Linked DNA regions of Mus musculus: region 2 is linked to region 1. A link is a contact called in public promoter capture Hi-C data. All regions are on one chromosome and are shown on one strand. The core of a region is the stretch at or near the end of the contact, and the rest is flanking DNA. Distances in the headings are between cores, read along the strand shown.

The links. Capture Hi-C pulls out chosen DNA fragments and counts their contacts.
Region 2: a promoter capture Hi-C map of adipose tissue shows a contact between it and region 1, with 2.2 times the contacts expected there. The contact joins the promoter of Jtb here to the promoter of Scamp3 in region 1. A contact is called at or near these places in 2 of 39 promoter capture datasets (cranial neural crest and erythroid cells), 1 of 115 datasets of contacts at active chromatin or transcription factors (pancreatic cancer cells) and 1 of 9 other capture datasets (adipose tissue).

The regions. Positions count from the first base shown.
Region 1 is chr3:89,175,674-89,180,108 of GRCm38.p6, reverse strand. It overlaps Scamp3 (secretory carrier membrane protein 3), which reads right to left and starts at 2,718. Exons shown (of 9, transcript NM_011886.3): 1 at 2,452-2,718; 2 at 2,042-2,119; 3 at 886-1,014; 4 at 672-792. The coding sequence starts at 2,517. Gm45927 (predicted gene, 45927) reads right to left here. Exons shown (of 19, transcript NM_001310017.1): 11 at 4,374-4,435; 12 at 2,042-2,119; 13 at 886-1,014; 14 at 672-792. Clk2 (CDC-like kinase 2) reads right to left here. Exons shown (of 13, transcript NM_007712.4): 12 at 4,374-4,435; 13 at 3,022-3,715. The coding sequence ends at 3,530.
Region 2 is chr3:90,229,454-90,234,083 of GRCm38.p6, reverse strand. Jtb (jumping translocation breakpoint) reads right to left here and starts at 2,487. Exons shown (of 5, transcript NM_206924.2): 1 at 2,044-2,487; 2 at 1,852-1,889; 3 at 1,573-1,655; 4 at 82-161. The coding sequence starts at 2,126.

The sequences.
Region 1 (4,435 bases), core at 1,469-3,968:
GCAGTCCCACACTGTGGAGGCTGAGGCAGGAGGTCAGAGAGGCCCAGCCCAGCCTGGTCTACACAAGACTCTTTGAAGACAAAACAAAGAACAACAAAGAAGCAACAGTAAGCAAAGAGTTACTACTCGAAACATCTGAGGCTCCCAAGAACCTTGCCCAGGTTGATTTTATTCAGCCCTCACAATTCCTCACTTTGTAAATTGAGAAGAACATTCTAGAAAATAGGAACCTGAAGTGTTCACTCTAAAGTCTCAATGGTTGGAGTGCGTATCAGTGGGTTGGGGCTGAGACACCCCAAGGGTGTCTACCGCCCAAAGGGCTACAGAGAAGGCTCAGTGATCAGAAACATTTGCTGCTCTTGCAGAGGCCCAGAGCTGGTTCCCAGGACCCACATGTGGGCTTACAGCAGCCTGTAACTGCAGCCCCAGGGCATCTGTGGCCCTCTTCTGGTCTCCATGGACACGACATACATATGCTGTGCTGATATACGTGCAGGCAAAACACTCATACGCATAAAATAAAAATATTATAAAGGAGCCTTTTAAAAACAACCCATTCTGTTGTGAGCCCATGGCTAAGAAGTGTCAACTATAACTAAACTCGAATTTAACAGTGTGACTGAGGACCCCATGCTCCTTCTAATCTGTCACCCTAACCAGGCCTCACTTACTGCCTGCACCACCCAGGGCGACATGCTGCAGTTCTCGCTCCCGGCGGTCCAACTCCTCTGCCTTGCGGTTGAGTTCCTCCTGCTTCTTCAGCAGCTCAGCAGTGGCCGCTGCAGCTGAGGCCTACCCAGCATATGAGAGGCGGCATGAGAGAGGCAGGCGTGACCTTGAGGCCCAGCCCTGACTCTTCTCCCACCACCCACACACACTCTTTACCTGGGTGCTGTAGGAGCCGTAGTTCCTGGGCTCTGTGGGGCTGAGCTTTCTTGAGGACTGTACAGAGGGAGCTGAGGGTGGCGGTAGAGGTGCTGGGGCTGGAGCAGGAGGCTCGTAGGCTGGTGGGGGCTGCTGGAGACAAGCCTTAGACATCACCTAGTCCCTGTAACTCAGTCATCTAGTCTGTGTGCAAGCATTACCCAAGTCAGCAGCATATCCCTACAAGTTGGGAACCTCGTTGGGTTTTTTGGTTTTGTTTTTGAGAAGACAGGCACGTGGGTTGATCTCAATCTTACAATCCTCCTGCCTCAGGCTAAGCACTGGGATTGACAGCTCTGTGCCACGTTCCTAAGCTACTTATGTAAGTTGGGCAACTCCATCAGAGCTGCAGCAGTCCTGTGCAGCCTCTTACATCCAATGCCATCAGCAATTATCCACATCTAACTTTTCTAATTTTTAAAATTACATTTACCTATTGTGTGTGAGTTCATGTGTGTGTGTACACTCTCTCATGGTATGCACATGGAGGTCACATGACAACTTATAGGAGTTTGTTCTCGCCTTCATCACCTTCTTGGGGGACTGGCTGAAGTCAGGTTTTAGTCTAGGCTGCAAACTGAGCCTTTACCCATTAATCCATCTGACTCTTTGTTTTTTGAGGCAGGGTCTCACATGCCATCATGGTCTCCAACTTGTTACTAGCTAAGGGTGACTTCTTATACACCTGCCTCTACCTCTCAAATGCTAGGATTATATACTCGGGCCACCATACTGGGTTCATGTAGTGCTGAGGGCTAGGGTAGTGCACTTGGTAGGCAACACTCGACCAACTGAGCTACATCCCCACAGCTCCCCCACACCCTTACTTTCTTTTACTGCCCTCCTCATATGCCCTCTGATCGCACGGGTTTCTCAACTATGACTAGCCCCAACCTTGATGCTCTTCAAACAAGTCTTCCCTGGACCGACTTCTTTAACTCAAAACTAGATGACCCTTTTGTCCGAGATTAGGTTTGGCTTGGCTAACGTCTCTCGGGAAGCTAAAAGCACACCACTTCATCATTTGGTTGCATTAACAAAGTCCCCAGGATGCTCAGACAGAGCTCATGGTACACTCGGCTTTCCCTGCTCTTCTGTGCTCCCTCTAATTGCTCACCTCTCGGTTCTCAAAGGGGTTGTAGACGTCCAGCGTGGCATACTGCTGGCTGGGTCGGTGCTGGATCACAGCTGGGTCCTGAGAGCAGAGACGGGGCTCAGCGGGCAATCGGTGTCAAAGGAATTCCTAGGAACTTCCCGAAACTGCTCGTGGTTCCAAGTACTGAGCCTTTGGTGCCACGCCGTTGTTCCCAACATTTGCCTTCAAGTCTATCACTCTACATAGCTAGAACCCGCTCATTAAAGGGGCAGAGCCCGCAACCCTTTAGCTCCCCATGTTCACTGGTCTCGAGCTACCGCCACCTTCACATAGCGACACTTCTACCCTGGGTCAAAAGTCACAAATGGGAATAGCATTCCGACCCCACAGAACAGTATGCAGACTGGCCAAAGAAGGCCGGCGCAAATCACCTGAAAGGGATTGTCAAGCTCGCCGGAGTCGGGGAATGGATTCCCGGTGTCTCTGCTCTGAGCCATGTTTGCAAGTGAACCCGGCCGCCCCTGCCCTACACGCCCCTGCCCCGGCAGTACGGCGGTGGCGGCCCAAAGAACTCCCTCCGGTGTGCTTGGTCCACTCGCTTCCCTGTGCTCCAATTGGTTGAAACAACCGGAAGAGTCGCGAAGATTCCCGCAGCAGCAGTGGACTGCGCCTGCGCCTCAGTTGGGGGGGGGGGAGGAAAAAAAAACCCAAAAGCGGGAAGTACCGCACGTGATATCCCTAAGCCAGTCTCCGCAGCCCAGAGTCACACTTCCTCCACGTGACTTCCTAGCAGGCATGAACTACATATCCCAGGTAGCTTCATGTTAAGCAGCTCAGAAGGTATCTTTGCGCACAGGTTAGTGGCGGGAAGCTCAGTTTTCTTCACGGGTTTCTGGATCTATTGAAGGGCATAACTTCAAGGCTACTGTCACTATCCATTTATTTACAGGGCCAAAGCTATTTCCTGACATTCACTACTCTAGATCACACAAGTTCTACCTGATTGCATCTACTTTAATTTTTACTACCTCAGAATACAAAGTGCATATAAGTGACTCTAAGTTGGCAGGACAAAGAGGCCTTTATACCCAAATTCAGATGGCTACCAATTATTTCACTCCTTCACCCCAGTACCCTCGAACCTCAAATTCCAGGGATTGGGGGGGGTCAGATGAAGCATGTCATTTTATTTCACAAAGACTGTACAAAATCCCTTATAAAACATGGGGTAGACACCACCTGGTTACGTCATTCTGCCCCCCATCCACCTCCACATGAGGGGCAGATGAGGTTGGGAGAGTGTAAATAGTAGTATATACATGTCAGGGGTTGAATCGATAGGTACAAGTTCTGTCATATTTACACTATTCCACATATTCACAGGTACAAAGGAGCCAGGGGCTGGAGAGAGGGCAAGTTCTGCCTCTGTTCTTTTGTATAAAAAAGCACCAGTGTCCTGGATTGGACACCCACTGCTACACAAGGAGCAGGGGGCCCAAAGCCTAATTGTCACCGACTGATATCCCGACTGGAGTCCCACAACTTGGTGTTGGGTGGCTCAGTCCGAAGGCAGGCGAAGAAAGGATGCTGAAGGGCTTCACCTAAGGTCAGCCGCTTAGCAGGCTCATACTCTAGCATATTTTCAATCAGATCGAAGAGCTGGTGGTGGTCCTCTGCCTCTGAGGTCAGATACCGCTGGTGGAGGGCAGGAAGAAGGTAAGGCAATGCCTTACAAACTTCATTCTCTTTCTTTCCTTTTCAAGACAGGGTCTCACTGTGCAGTCGAGGCTGTTCTGGAGCTACGCACTGCAGCTGACTTGGAACACCTGCCTCGGCCTCACAAGAGCCTCTCGAGTGCTGGGATTGCAGGCCTGTGTCACCTACGACTCCCTGCTTCCTCTAAAGCCCCACTTTTGCTCTTTAGAAAAAGAACCAAAGTTCGGCTTGCATGGAATTTGAAAGCTACCTTATCACAACATTATGTGGTCATAATATTTCTGATATTACAGCTCAACCTACCTTCCCACTAGCACAATTAATCCTTAATATTCTGTTTTACTTGTATATACTTGTCAACCTCATGACTCTTCCTTAGCTCCACATTAAAGTGTAAAGTGTAAGCTTTTCAAAGGTAGTTTATTCTTTTCTGTCTGCTTTCCTCTGGTTGTCTATAGATGAGGTTATCTGTGAACCCTCGATCTCCTCTGTCCACCGTTGACCAAATTATCTTCTTTCAATGTTCCTCCCCCTCCTGCCCTAACCTCCACTTAGAAAATGCACTCCAGGGACCAACCACCCGAAGAAAGAAGCAACCTTTAGATGGTGGACAGTACTTCTCCCTGGCCAGGCTCACCCGCAGAGGTTTGCAGTTCTCACGAACGTAGCGCCCGGCTGAGGTGTTCTCATCCCAATCCA
Region 2 (4,630 bases), core at 1,238-3,737, 1.1 Mb before region 1:
TGCCAAACTACACCAAGACTGGGAGATAGCTTCCTAATAGGATCAGAAGAGGTTACCACAGGGTAGAGAAACAACTCTTACCTTTTGAATTCATTCCTCTTAGATGAGCTGCATGTGATTTTTTCCACATACCCTGTAGAACCACACTCAGGTGTTGTTTTCTACCAAAAGAAATATCCAAAAGCACATTAGGAAGAAGTAAACAAGAAACAGAAGGCCTGCGGGCCAGAAAGAGCCAGAGCTGGCGGAGGACAGCACAGAGCTAATAGATGGTGGAGGTGGTTGGTGGAAGGAGGAACAATTACGACATAAAGAGAAATTCCAGAATTTATTATGTATTAAAAATTATGGTGAGGCTATGCCGGGGCCTGGCAAACACAGAAGTGGATGTTCACAGTCAGCTACTGGATGGAACACAGGGCCCCCAATGGAGGAGCTAGAGAAAGTACCCAAGGAGCTACAGGGGTCTGCAACCCTATAGGTAGAACAACAATATGAACTAACCAGTCCCCCCGGGGCTCGTGTCTCTAGCTGCATATGTATCAGAAGATGGCCTAGTCGGCCATCATTGGGAAGAGAGGCCCCTTGGTCTTGCAAACTTTATATGCCCCAGTACAGGGGAACGCCAGGGCCAAGAAGTGGGAGTGGGTGGGTAGGGGGGTGGGGGGGAGGTGGAGAGGGTCTGGGGGACTTTTGGGATAGCATTTGAAATGTAAATGAAGAAAATACCTAATTAAAAAAATAAATTAAAAAAATTTATGAACAGAGCAGGACACTGCCATCAGTGTGGAAAAGGCCTATTTTCAGAGGGAAATTAAGTTCAAGTTTGAGGGCTGCTGAGATGCCTCTGTGGGTAAAGATATCTGTAGTGAAGATTAGCAAATTGCATCTATGTGGTGGGAAGAGAGAAAGTTGTCCTCTGACTTCTGTGGCACATGACCCACAGAAAACGAATACAATGTTCAAAACCAGCCTGGCCTACATGGTGAGTTGTTCCAGACCAGACAGTGCTACATAGTGAGACACTGTCTCAAAATAAAATAAATAAATAAAATGAGGGCTGGAGATATGGCTCGGTGGTGAAGAACACTGGTTGCTGGTTGCTCTTAGAGAGAACAGGGTTCCATTCCCAGCACCCACATTGGAACTCAATCTTTTCTAACTCTGATTCTAGGAGATCTGATGACCTCTTCTGGATTTTTAGGGCATCTCTCCCACCCCAAATACATATGCAAGCAGGCAAAATACCTATATACATAAAATGAAACAGACCAAAAAAAAAAAAATGATTTGAGCATAACCTAAGAGTCTGGGAAGAAAGGAAGAAAGACACATTAATGGCATGCTTTTGGTTTGGTTTGGTTTGGTTTGGTTTGGTTTTTCGAGAAAGGGTTTCTCTATGTAGCCCTCCCTGGCTGTCCTGGAACTCACTCTGTAGACTAGGATGGCCTCGAACTCAGAAATCCTCCTGCCTCTGCCTCCCAAGTGCTGGGAATAAAGGTGTGCACCACCACTGCCCAGCCATTAATGGAATGCTTACCAAAACAACAAACAAACAACCCAAATACTCACAATCTGGAAGTTAGAACACGGAGTACACTCTTCAGTCACCACAAACTCTTCTGCCAACCAACATGGCGAAGTTGAAGTGCTCACTAAAAGGAGAGAGAGAAAAACGGCCAGCCGAAGACCATTCAAAAAACATTTCTCTCAAAGGCTCTGCCCATCTAGCTTCCCAACACAGTGCTTGCCCTCATTCCATGTGGCACCTTATTTTTCTGTGTTCTGGGTATACTAAAAAGACATTAGAAACAAGCCATAGAGGTACAGGGTTCTCGGGCAATCACCCACCTGATAGCTTCTCCTCGCGCACCGGAGCCTCTGCCTCGCTGCAGGAAGGGGAAGGGGGTAAGAACAACAGTGAGCTCGCAGAAGACAGCGCATACCCACTTTGGACGTCTGTGGATGAGGTGTCCTGGTTTCTGGGGCGTAGACTATGGGGTTCGCCTGCGATCTCCTTTCCTCTCCCCAGTACCCACTTACCAGAGTTTTAAGGTGAAAGCGCACAGCAGCCAACAGAGGTGGCCGGCCCGGGGGAGGCCACGCCTCCCCGCGCCCGCGAGCATGGAGCGGTCAGGGTCGCACCTGTTGCAGCAGACCTCCCTGAGGTTCCAGCTCCGAGCAGCCAGATGCCAGAGTTCTCAGTCTGGGCCAACTAGAGCGCTATAGGAACGGCCTCGTGACCACAGCGAGAATAATCCATGCGGGTGTCTTGCTAGAAGCACGAGGTCTTTGTGGGGACGCAGGCGTCCGGGAAAGGGGTACGCGGGTCCGGACCTAGTGCCCGTGCCCCTCGGCCTCGGTCTCGGGAGCGGCCATCTTGCTCGCGGAGGCTCCTGGTCCCGGCACTGGCGACGCCGACTCTTCCCGGGTGCTCTCGTCTGTTTGCTGCTGTTGTCGTTCCGGACTCGGTGGCAACTGCATCTCACTGCGTTTGCGCAGGATCACGCGACTCTTCAGCTGGGCGCCGCGCGGCAGTGTGGTCCTTGTAGTGTTTGCAGAGCCGGCGGGACCGGTGGTAGAGGCGATCTCATTTGTTCTGGGTTCGCTTCTCCCTGATAACACAGCTGCTTGTCTGTTTAGAACCAGGAGAGCCGGGAGGAATAAAAAGGGGCCAAATGCCGCTCTGTCTGTACTTGGGTCCTTCATCAAAACTTTGGGCTCACCATTAGGTGACACCCTCCCCATTTCTGGTTTAACACCCTGGCCATCCTTGACACCTTGGGTTCCGGAAATCTGATGGGAAGAGAAACTGCATCGCATTTGAAACTTGCTCTTGTCCCTGGACTCCCACCCGACTCTACGCAAATGAACGGTGTCTGTTTCCCCTTCTGTGAGTGTGAAACTGCTTCACAGAGCTATTCCTTTGAAAAACCTCAGTAGTTCTCACCTCGTCCTTGCTCCTACAAATAAGGAAATGATCTCAAGGCTAAGAGCACAGATTTTTAATATTTATTTGGTTGGTTGGTTGATACTTATATTTTTTAATTTTATGTTGCTGTTGTTGTTGTTATTATTTTGAGGAAGGGTTTCTCTGTGTAGTTCTCTCCTGGAACTTGTTTTGTAGACCAAGCTGGCTTCAAGACCCAAGAGCTGGGATTAAAGGCCTGTCACCTCTTTACCTGATTAGAGCGTAGAGATTTTAAATTGAAAGTATTATTGGAATTAGATTTAGGAGCTTGTCAGCGACTCGATTGGTGGTGTGGTGGCTCAAGCCTTTAGTCCTAGTACTCAGGAGGTAGGTAGAGTTTGAGACCAGCCTTGAAAACATAGCAAGTTTCAGGCCAGCCAGAATTAGATGATGACAGAATTGAATTTCTGTCCAGAAAGAAACAAAGGAAGGAAGAAAGAAAAAAAAAAGAAAGAAAGAAGAAAGAGAGAGAGAAAAAAATCTGTTCTTCTGAAGAGGTGGCTCAGTAGTTAAGAGTCTAGATGGTCTTCCAGAGGATCCAGGTTTGATTCCCAGCGCCCACAGGGACTCAAACCTACAGTTAGTTGCAGGAGGTTACACACTCTCTTTTGGACACCACCGGTACCAGACATGCACAGGATGTACACCAAAGCACACACACAAACACACACACACACACACACACGAAATAATTTTTTTTTTTTTTTTGAGACAGGGTTTCTCTGTGTAGTCCTGGCTGTCCTGGAACTCACTTTGTAGACCAGGCTGGCCTCGAACTCAGAAATCCACCTGTCTCTACCTCCCAAGTGCTGGGATTAAAGGCATGCGCCACCACTGCCCGGCGAAATAATTTTTTTAATAAAAAAATTCTTCCCTGGGATGTGACTAAGATGTTAATCTTGCTGGGCATGGTGGCACAGCCCTTGAATGCCAGCACTCAGGGGGCAGAGGCAGGTAGATCTTTGAGTTTGATGCCAGCCTGGTTTACAGAGTAAGTTCCAGGACCACTAGGGCTAATCAGAGAAACCATGTTTAGAAAAACAAAACAAGAAGCTGGTATTTTCCTTGGGGGTCACTGTCTTTTTGCTGCTTGAATTTAAGGCAGGGTCTTAATGTGGAGCACTGGTTGCCCTTCAGCCTGTAGCAGCTCTGCCTTTGCCTCCTACATGTCGACTCCAGAGTAAACAAGACCCTATCTCAAAAACTAAGTAAATCAATGAAGTAAAAAGAAATAAATAATTCCAGATTTGAGGTAGACCAAATGTGCCAAAGTTTATCTAGAGCCTAGCGTTAGTGGCACATTCCTTTAATTCCAGCATTTGGAAGGCAGAGGCAAGTGGATCTCTGAGTTCAAGGCCAGCCTCCTCTACAGAGCAAATTCCAAGACAGCCAAGAGCTGCACAGAGAAACCTTGTTGGAAGGGAGGGAAGGGAGGGAAGGAAGGAGAGGGGAGGGAGGGAGGGAGGGAGGGAGGGAGGGAGGAAGGAAGGAAGGAAGGAAGGAAGGAAGGAACTTTACTGAGGCAGTATCTCACAGGGCTACAGCTGTGTCGTTTTGGAAGTTAACCTGATTTTCTGTGTTACTCAGAAAAGTGTGGCTGTCCCTTTTCTATCTCTGTTTTAAGCATGTTTTCTCAAATACTTTGGACATCTTACTCTT